2 separate regions of the Zea mays genome follow, and region 1 is linked to region 2. Evidence: chromatin contacts called from public Hi-C data. All regions are on one chromosome and are shown on one strand. Each heading gives the region's core, a stretch centred on a gene start, on an enhancer-like site or on the middle of the called end of the contact. The rest is flanking DNA. Distances are from core to core; before and after follow the strand shown.

Evidence for each region. A called contact is a pair of places that touch in the nucleus more often than the background predicts.
Region 1: a Hi-C map of leaf shows a contact between it and region 2, with 2.6 times the contacts expected there. The contact joins the promoter of LOC100285997 here to the enhancer-like site in region 2. A contact is called at or near these places in 7 of 25 Hi-C or Micro-C datasets (bundle sheath, ear, leaf and 3 more).

The regions. Positions count from the first base shown.
Region 1 is chr3:71,994,946-71,999,514 of Zm-B73-REFERENCE-NAM-5.0, reverse strand. It overlaps LOC100285997, which reads right to left and starts at 1,732. Exons shown (of 11, transcript NM_001158885.3): 1 at 1,240-1,732. The coding sequence starts at 1,427.
Region 2 is chr3:71,898,820-71,903,944 of Zm-B73-REFERENCE-NAM-5.0, reverse strand. No RefSeq gene overlaps it. Among protein-coding and RNA genes, the nearest start is that of LOC100285997, 96 kb to the left of the region's middle. Within about 2 kb of position 2,409, at least 15 of the 20 cell types and tissues checked have an H3K27ac peak or open chromatin away from gene starts, as enhancers often do. A contact at or near this core is called in bundle sheath, ear, leaf and 2 more, where this site is marked.

The DNA of each region.
Region 1 (4,569 bases), core at 483-2,982, 96 kb before region 2:
TTACTTGCCCTCTAGGCATTGTACTTTGATCCTCTTGGACCTTTTCTCCTTTCTTAATATAATGACATGCAGTTCTCCTGCGCGTTCGAGAAAAAAAAGTGATATAGATGAAAAAAGGGATTGAGCCAATAAGTGGGATTAGCTCCATCTGAAAGAAAAAAAAAACACTACCATGCATGAATATTATTTACCACATGTAATAGTGTCTTACAGTTGCGTAGCAATTTAAAGGTTCTTATAAAATTAACAAATGTACAGAAACTCATGCAGCAGAATAAGGCAAACCGCTGTGGACATGATTGAGGATCATGTTGCAAAAGATAATTGACAGCATGAGCATTCATGTGGAGATTGGAGGCATGTTTTACTTTTACCCACGCATGACTGTGTTTGCTGACACCTCATGTTATAGATTACTATTTCTGTTACTACAAGCAATCAGTGGAGAGTGCAGACTAGTGTAAGTGGCTATTCCGCATGAATATAAACCTATGGTCAATCTGATCCTTGGACATGACAGTTTAATACAAGGACTGAAAAACTAGTTCTAACATGTGTGTATCAATAGTTGGGAGTCTTAAACACTATCATGTGGATGTTACAACAATAATTGATATGGAACACAGGGCAACTTATATTTATGGTGAGACACAGAAGCTTAGCAGGGATTTTCAAGCTTTATAATTAATGCATGTAGTCCAGGTAGAGGAGCCCTCATTCCAAGTGATGAAATTTAAAAGCTCCTGTCTAGCCAGAAAGGCAGCACAAACTGAAACAAGGCCAAATGTGCAAATTCGCTGCTAAAGGGGGCCAACTACGTTCAACATCCTCAAGGATATCAGGAATTACTACGGACTCCAGGGGGTTATATTCAAATATCCACTCACAAAGGGGCAATTCTTGCATTCATCCCACCCCTCCATATGATCCGCCAAAACAGGGTCGCAAACCAAGTTAGGTGGTGGCAAACGAAACGCGACTAGGTAACGACTCAATACTGCGGAATGATACACACTAAAAGCGACAGAGCATGTGCCGTGCCGTGCCGAGTTGAAAAGCTGAATCTCGCGTGCCCGGGCACGCCCAGTCCCAGATGGATCCCACACGGGAGTAGCCGCGCAAGCGTTCCGGATGTCCTAAAGTGGCGGCGGAATCCATGAAACGAACCGAACCCGACCGCTGAAGCCATAGCAGGATTGCCCAGAGGGGAGGTGAGCGGGCGAAGGGTGGCGAACGAACCGATAGGTGACGAGGGCCGGGAGTGGGCAGCCGCGGAGCAGGGGCGGTAGGTGCTCACGCGGGCGGAACCCCTGGATGAAGTCAAGCCGGATCTCGACCATGTCGCCGCCGGTGGCGGCGGCCGCCGCCGCGTCTGTAATCATCTCCTCCACCGTCCGCCCCACCAGCGGCACGCACAACAGCGTCATGTCCACCTCTGAGAGTCTGCTACTCCTCCCTTTCAAATGGCTCGCCGGCGCAGGTGACCCTGATGCGGATGCGAACACGAACGCGGATGTGAGCAATCGGCAATGGCAGCGGCCGGGGACAGTCTGTTGGCGGAGAAGGGCAAGTGGAGGACGGGAGTTGTTGGCGAGGCTGTGAAGCCTAGAAACGGGGGAGAGTGGCTTGGGTTGGTGGCGTCTCGCGTAGTCGCGTTGGCGTGGCGGGCGCAGCCGCGCAAGTGGGAGGATGGTCCGAATGGTTTGGTGGGAAGCTGAATTTTGCCGTGGACATACTCTACACGCCGCCGCCTGAAACATGTCTTTTGGTGCCCGTTGTGTTTCGGTAGATGGCTGAGCCACCGTGATCAAGCTGAATTTTGCCGTAAGGACATACTACACGCCGCCGCCTGAAACATGTCTTTTGTTGCCCGATGTGTTCGATCTACAAAAGCAAGATGCGCTTACGGTAACAATATTCGTCAGCAAATTATCAAGGTTGGATAAACCTAGATATGACATGAAACTTGGCATTAGGTTTCCGTCTAGCCCGATTTCTACTGGCCCGAGAGATCGGGTACAAAACTACACCCCGTAGATACCGTCTTACCAGACCTAAGGGTTGGGAGCTATGTTCGACCCCTTGAAAATCAGAATTCTCGAGATCGTATAGATAATTATCTCGAGAAAGGATACAAAGGAGCCAGGCTCTCAAACAGGTGTGTGGTTTAAATGAGAGCACGAGAGTTAATGTGTCAGCATACGGGCTTTGACATCGGGGACAGTTCAAATGATCGTTCCAAAAAAACACGAACGGGCATGCATCATATGTACGAAAGCTAACCATGACTCGGCCAGTCCATGGCCCGAAGGATAAAAGAACACGATGCAAGATAAGACAAGATAAGGCATATCGGTGCAGCGTGATGGTAGGGCACGATGTTAGCCAAGGAGGTCCCTTGGTCAGCAAGTATCCTAACAGGAAACAATGTGACAAGGTTGGCATCCCTCCATCTCGTCTGACTTCTAGATTTATGTAATAGGGTCTCCTTCTCCTTGATCTATAAAAGGAAGGGGAACCATGAATGAAGGCATCGGGCAACAAGCTAGCACAAGTAGCCAACACTTGTAACCACATTGAGCACTCCACTCGCATTCCTCACTAGAGACTTGGGCATCGAGCCCTCCCACGCCCAAGTCCATGGCCATGGCCCGAAGGATAAAAGAACACGATGCAAGATAAGACAAGATAAGGCATATCGATGCAGCATGACGGTAGGGCACGATGTTAGCCAAGGAGGTCCCTTGGTCAGCAAGTATCCTAACAGGAAACAATGTGACAAGGTTGGCATCCCTCCATCTCGTCTGACTCCTAGATTTATGTAATAGGGTCTCCTTCTCCTTGATCTATAAAAGGAAGGGGAACCATGAATGAAGGCATCGGGCAACAAGCTAGCACAAGTAGCCAACACTTGTAACCACACTGAGCACTTCACTCGCATTCCTCACTACAGACTTGGGCATCGAGCCCTCCCACGCCCAAGTTTGTAATCAATCCTTGTTACAGACTTGGGCATCGACCAGTATAAAACTTTTGTGTCTCCTTTGTACACCATCCACACCGGACGCAAAGCACGTAAATTGCTAGTCGATGGTTTCAGAAGACTGACACAAATTATTACATTTTTTGTCAGGGAGAATGTGTCGATCAACATTCAAAGGTGGAAATCAAATAAGGTCAATGATTAGAATACGATCAGTGAAGCTCAAAAATAAATGTTGTGGACAGGTATTAAAGCTAAGTTCACAATCAACGATGAAAACAAAGGTTAGTGAGACAATGGACCATGAAGAAAATGTAAACTTTATTTTAGAACAATAATAAAAAGTTATACCAAGACTTTAAGAAGTATGGAAAGTTGAAAGGGAAATAGGCTTACACCTTTTCCTAATTGATTTTGGTGGTTGAATTGTCCAACACAAATAATTGGACTAACTAGTTTGCTCTAGATTATAAGTTTTACAGGTGCCAAAGGTTCACAACAAACCAATACAAAGATAAAAGAAAGGGTTCAAACAAAGGAGCAAAGTTAAACCGAAGGCAGCCCTGGTCTGGCGCATCGGATAGTGTCCGGTGCACCAGGGAACCCAACTCCAAACTTGCCACCTTCGGGAATTCTGGAAGCCGCTCCACTATAATTCATCGGACTGTCTGGTGTACCACCGGACTGTCCGGTGTGCCAGCGGAGTAACGACTACACAGCGCCAACGGTCGTCTGCATCGGAACAGTAAAAGTGAATAGTGCGCGCCTGTGCGCGCAGAAGTCAGAGCAGCGCCAGAAGACGCACCGGACAGTGAATAGTAACTGTCCGGTGCACCACCGGACTGTCCGATGGCCCACCTGTCAGAAGCTCCAACGGTCAGAACCCAACGGCCTGGTAACGTGGCTGGTGTCCGGTGCGCCATACGACAGCAGCCTCCACCAACGGTCATTTTGGTGGTTGGGGCTATAAATACCCCCAACCACCACACTTCAAAGCATCCAAGTTTTTAGCCATCAAACCTCATACAAGAGCTCTAGACTTCATTCAGAGACACAATCAAAGAGATCAAATCCTCTCCCAAGTCCGGAATCACTCCAAAGAAATTAGTGACTAGAGAGAGAGACATTTGTGTTCATTTGAGCTCTTGCGCTTGGATTGCTTTTCTTCTTCCTTCTTTCTTGTGTTCAACTCACTTGTAATCAAAACAAGAGACACCAAGTTGTGGTGGTCCTAGTAGTTGAGAGCACCTAGAGGGGGGGTGAATAGGTGATCCTGTAAAAACATAGCACCACAAGCTTGATTAACAGTTAGAGCAATGGAATCAAGTGAGTAGAGAGGAGAGCTCTTGTGAAACACAATAGACACAGTAAGACAAGCACAAGAGACACGAGGATTTATCTCGTGGTTCGGCTAAGTACAAAACTTGCCTACTCCACGTTGTGGCGTCCCAACGGACGAGAGTTGCACTCAACTCCTCTCAAGTGATCCAATGATCAACTTGAATACCACGGTGTTCTTCTTTTCTTTACTCTTTTCCCGTTTGCGAGGAATCTCCACAAATTGGAGTCTCTCGCCCTTACAACAA
Region 2 (5,125 bases), core at 1,160-3,659:
TCCGTAAGGACCTGTTTGGGGAGTGACAACCCAGGATAACAGTGCAACCATGAGGGTGGAATGGGACGCCCTTAGCTGATTAATTAGAGGAACCAGAGAAGTAGTTGGCTTCGCCGTAGGGCCGTCAATGGGGTCCGGGCACAGTACTTGCTCTACCGAGGCTGGTTGCAGAAGTTCTCGATTTGGTTTTGTTAGTCACCCTTCCTTTGGGGAGATGTACTGTGTTTATCAAGCTGGAGAAACCTAACGGGCGACTATGACCTCTGAGAAATCTTTGTAAAGGCTACGTAGTGAGACCTTGTTAGGTCACCTTGGTAGTGATCAATGGGGAGGCTAGAACCCCGGGCAGAACGGGAATCATGAGTTGTGGGTAAAGTGTGCGATCTTTGCAGAGTGTTAGAAACTGGTATATCAGCCGTGCTCACGGTTAAGAGCGGCCTTGGGATCCTCTTTGATTAGAAGAACTTTAGTTACTTTTATGATGATGGTTAGCAATGATGGTTATAATTTTGATCTCTGGTATTTCCTCTTGGAGGGAGTGCTTCTGGGTAATAACTGGGTTTATTACTAAAATTTGGCTCTACTTATAGTAATAAAACTTGACCAACTAAAAGCAACTGCTTAACCTTAACTCCACATACAACTAGTCCACTTTAGCCAAACAGAACATTTATTGAGTACGTTGATGTGTACTCACCCTTTCTTTACAAACCACCCCACTCCAGGTTGTCCCCACTATACTCAGTGCTGAGGAGGAGATGCTGGCAACATGCATGGAGGACTTTGAAGAGTTTCAGGACTACGATGAGTTCTAGTTTATCTTAGTGGCAACCCCCAGTCAGCTGCCTGTGTAGGCTTATCCTCTATGTTTCGTATTTCCACACTTTGATATTAATGTTGAAGTCTATGGTTATGTATTAGACTCTGTGGATGTCTTGGACATCTTGATGTAATTAAAGTACCTTTTCGCTATTGACTTTGAGCATTGTGTGATGATGTCCAATTATGTAATCGCTGTGTACGTGAGTTCTGATCCTGACACGTACATGGTTCGCATTTAGTTTGCCTTCCCAAAAACCGGGTGTGACATCGATCATCAAGCCTACATTCCCTATAATCCTTAATCAACCTGGGCAGAACATCACCTGTTCCTAGCCCAAGTCTCTATTTAAGTACTTCCATCCTTAGCATTGTTTGTGTTCCTTAGGATGATTAAAACATCATAGGGAACCTTGTATTAGATCTCCCAATGATCCTGGTGAAAATATTCTTGTAGGTAGAGCCATCCTTCCTAAGGATAAACTTGAGCTAGACATTAGTGCAAAGGACAAACTCTATCTGCAAGATTTACCTCTAGGCAGGGCTAAGCAATTTTTGTAAACAATATTTGATACTTCCAAAGAAGTATCTATAATAGGAATGGATATCAAGGTAGTCAATGCATCAAATAGTTTCCAAGCAACTCCTATAAACTTAATGCACATTTCACTAGACTTAAAGTGTATAAAAGTCTTTTTAAAAATACAAGGAAGGGGTTGCATGCACCGGGGCTTGCCTTATTGCAGTGAAGAGGTTCCAGATCCTACTATCCAATACCCAATTAGATGGCTCCTCCACTTGATTAGCAGCCACTAGAGTAGACTCCTCCTTTAAACACCACTTCTTCTAGGTGCTCTACAAGTCAATTACAAATACATGTATGCTTATGTAATGAGATGAAATGCAAACTTTCACAAGGAGAGCTCGGGAACATAAACACCACAAACAAAAACACATGACAAGTATACACATGGTTCTACACCACCAACACTTGCTAAAAGTGGCTAAATCGGATTCACTTAGGCAAACCAGAGAACTAATACATCTTAGATCTCATTCAAAAGATTAAAACTTCTTAAGCAACTGCATCTCTTCCTTAGATAGACTTATCTCCTTTCCAAAACACTAACCCACAATTGATTAGGGATTAACCACTCTTATTTTGGGGCTTACAAGGTTTCTAGAGCAAAAAGCTTCCAAACAGCCCCAAATTTTACCAAGTGATCAGCTTCTGATAGCAAATTTCTCCAAAATTTTCCATAATTTTTGGTGCTCAACTTTTATTTCTAAAATTCCAATAATCCTTCCAAACGCACCTTTAATTCACTTAAAATTTTCTAACTGATCTAAAAGTCCTAAAATCGATTTTATCAGGAACTTTACATTTTTGTGAATCCCACAAAATTTGTTTCACAAAATTTGGATTTTTCTTCTATTTTTAACAGCTTTTCCAATGTGTCAGCAAAATAATAAAGGGAAATCACGAATAGTGCCTGGGCTGAAACCGGTCCAAGATAACGGTGAATGTACGCGCCCGCGCGCGAGGCCTGCGCCTGCAGATCCAACTTTTCATTGAGGCCTCTATTGATTCAAGTAACTGGTAAAGGATCCAATGCACTATTCACATGTCTCTCTGACCCATTCACCTAAGCCCCTCCTTTACACTCCTATTTGCAACTCGACGTCCACGACGCCGCCGAGCACAGCTCCGGCGACCCGCACCTGATCGATCAAGGTGGCGCAACACCGACGACGGCGAAGGCACCGACACACTCCCCAGACTACGGCGAACACGGGCATGTGCTTAATTTGACCACGACGTTACTGGAGCACAGCTACTGACGGCGGCTGTGGAACCTTGGGTTCGGCGAGCTTGATCCCAAACCATCCATGCGATAGAGTTCTATTAAAGGTCGCGGGGAGCATCAGTGGCATACCTAGGCTTATGTGCTTGCGCTAATTCGGCCAGGGACAACGCAGTTCGAAGGGTCGACGATGAAGCATGTCAGTGGCGCCAATCTGCGGTGACGAGACCATGTTCCGGCTGAACAACCACACTAGAGTTCAAGAACTAACTTGTGTGAGCTTCATCGGCCAACAAAGATTACCGAACAAGCATAACATGGGCAAATACCTGCTGGAGTTAGTCTGGCTACGACAAGGTGAAGAATTGTGAGCGTGGTCAGCACTGGCACTTGATGCTCTGGACAGAGCAGACTTGGTGGCTGTGGGAGAGGGTCATCACTAGCAGGAATACAAGAACCCCAACACCCTTGCAGTGGTCTATGAGTAGAGATCGAGGTAGAGAGGAGATTTCCACTGCTCCCTGCCCTTTAAATACCTGAAATGGGATAGGTGTTCCCTGAACTTGGCAAACATGCAGAGGGGAAGTGTTTTCCAGTGTGCCAGCACAACATGGACTCAAAGATGTGGCTCCCATGCACTACTATCATGCAGATTCACAGCACAGACAAAGACACCGAACTTGGTCCATCTTATATGGTCAAAATATCAATTTTGTCTCCTACTCAGCAACGACCCTGAGGGGGGGGGGGGGGGGGGGGGGGCGGGGCGGTCGCACCGGGCCCCCGGAATGATGGGCCCCCACCCCTGACACCATATCAGTATACGTATCAATTAAATCGGCAACACAGATTAAGCCCCATCATCAGAATCGGCAGACACTTGCTTTCCTGCCGAGGCCTTGCTTTGCTTCCTTCGGAACACAAACCACCAGGAGCAGATCACGGAAGCAAAACGGCAATCTCGCGTCGGCCGTCGCGTTTGCTTGCCAAAGTCTGCACGGCACATCCCTTGCCTCTGTGACCGTTGCATCAGCTGAAAGAAGTTTTTCAAAGTTGAAGTTGCTGAAAAATTATTTGAGGTCCAAAATGTCTCAAGAAAGACTAAATGATTTGGCTATTTTATGCACCGAGAAAATATTATTAGATGAAATTGATACTGATGCTATCATCAATGACTTCACTTCGAGACATGTTAGAAGATAATTTTAAGGTAATCACATATTTGTATTTTTTTCTTATGATGAATAATTTTTTGATATACTTTTAAATGTTCATTACCAATATGTATTATATATATTATTATAGTAAGGCCCTATATTAAATCTTGCCCCGAGCCTCTAATTTGTGAGGACCGTCACTGCTCCTACTGCAGATAAGAGAGGGCAGCTGGGAACCCACAAATATCCCACTTGAGGATAGGCTCAAAGAGGTTTCAGGCTTGATATTATGTCTAGCCGAGGGTGAGATCTCCAGCCTTCAGCCATACACTTCATACACACCTCAACAACACACACAAGTAGTTCCTTTGTATTCAAGTGTAGACAACAAACAAAACTGATTAACACTCACTGCTCACTGCTCACAAGTTAGTCCAAACTAGATATTTTCCCAGCAGCATGTGAGGCCTCTAGACCTTCAGTTACTTATCTCTACTTGATCTTTATCCAAAACTCAAGCAACACTAATAGAGACGAAGTGATCTTCTTCAGATTCCTTTTGACCAACACTGAACTACCACAGCTTAACAGAACCCCCTCCTTCCACCCCTTAATTTCTTCTACTTCCAAGCAACATCAGGAATCAACCTTGGTGAACTTTGTTCACCAACTAACCCTCTAACTTATCTCCACAGAGGCTATAGACTTATACCCCTTGGATCAACCACAAATTAACTCTAAAATCCAGGGAAAAACACTAAACCAAAACCACAGTCACTGCATCAGACCTGCACTGCACCAATCTGACAGAGGTAGTTTGAACACCTATTTCTCCCAGTTTTGTGCGGCATCAAGTCCTCCTCACCGCAAGGAATTTGTTCACCCAACATAGTTCTAAACCTTTGGTATATGGTTTTTAACTTATAACCATACATATCAAGAGTTATGGTATTCCAAAGTTGCGTGAACAAAACTCTGAAATAGATTTTCAGTGAACAGAAATAGCCCACATTAAGTCTGACAGAGGGAATTGCAATAGGCTGTTCTTTATATTCCATACAGTAGCAAGCCCACCTTTTTGCATGATACATGTTCAGCTATATCTGGTCTATCACTTTGCTATAGACCTCGACCCAACTCTCTTTTTACAAATTAACACAGGGTTCCAAATATGGGTAAAACTCACTGAAATTGCTAGCAACAGTTAACTAAATCAACATCTCTCTATCCTGACAGCGCAACTTGGAACAGCTTTGTATCCCCGGTTTATGTGGAACCAAGTCCATCTCACTTTAGCAAACTTGTTCACCTTACTATGGTCTCCAACTTTTCTATGGAAACTTT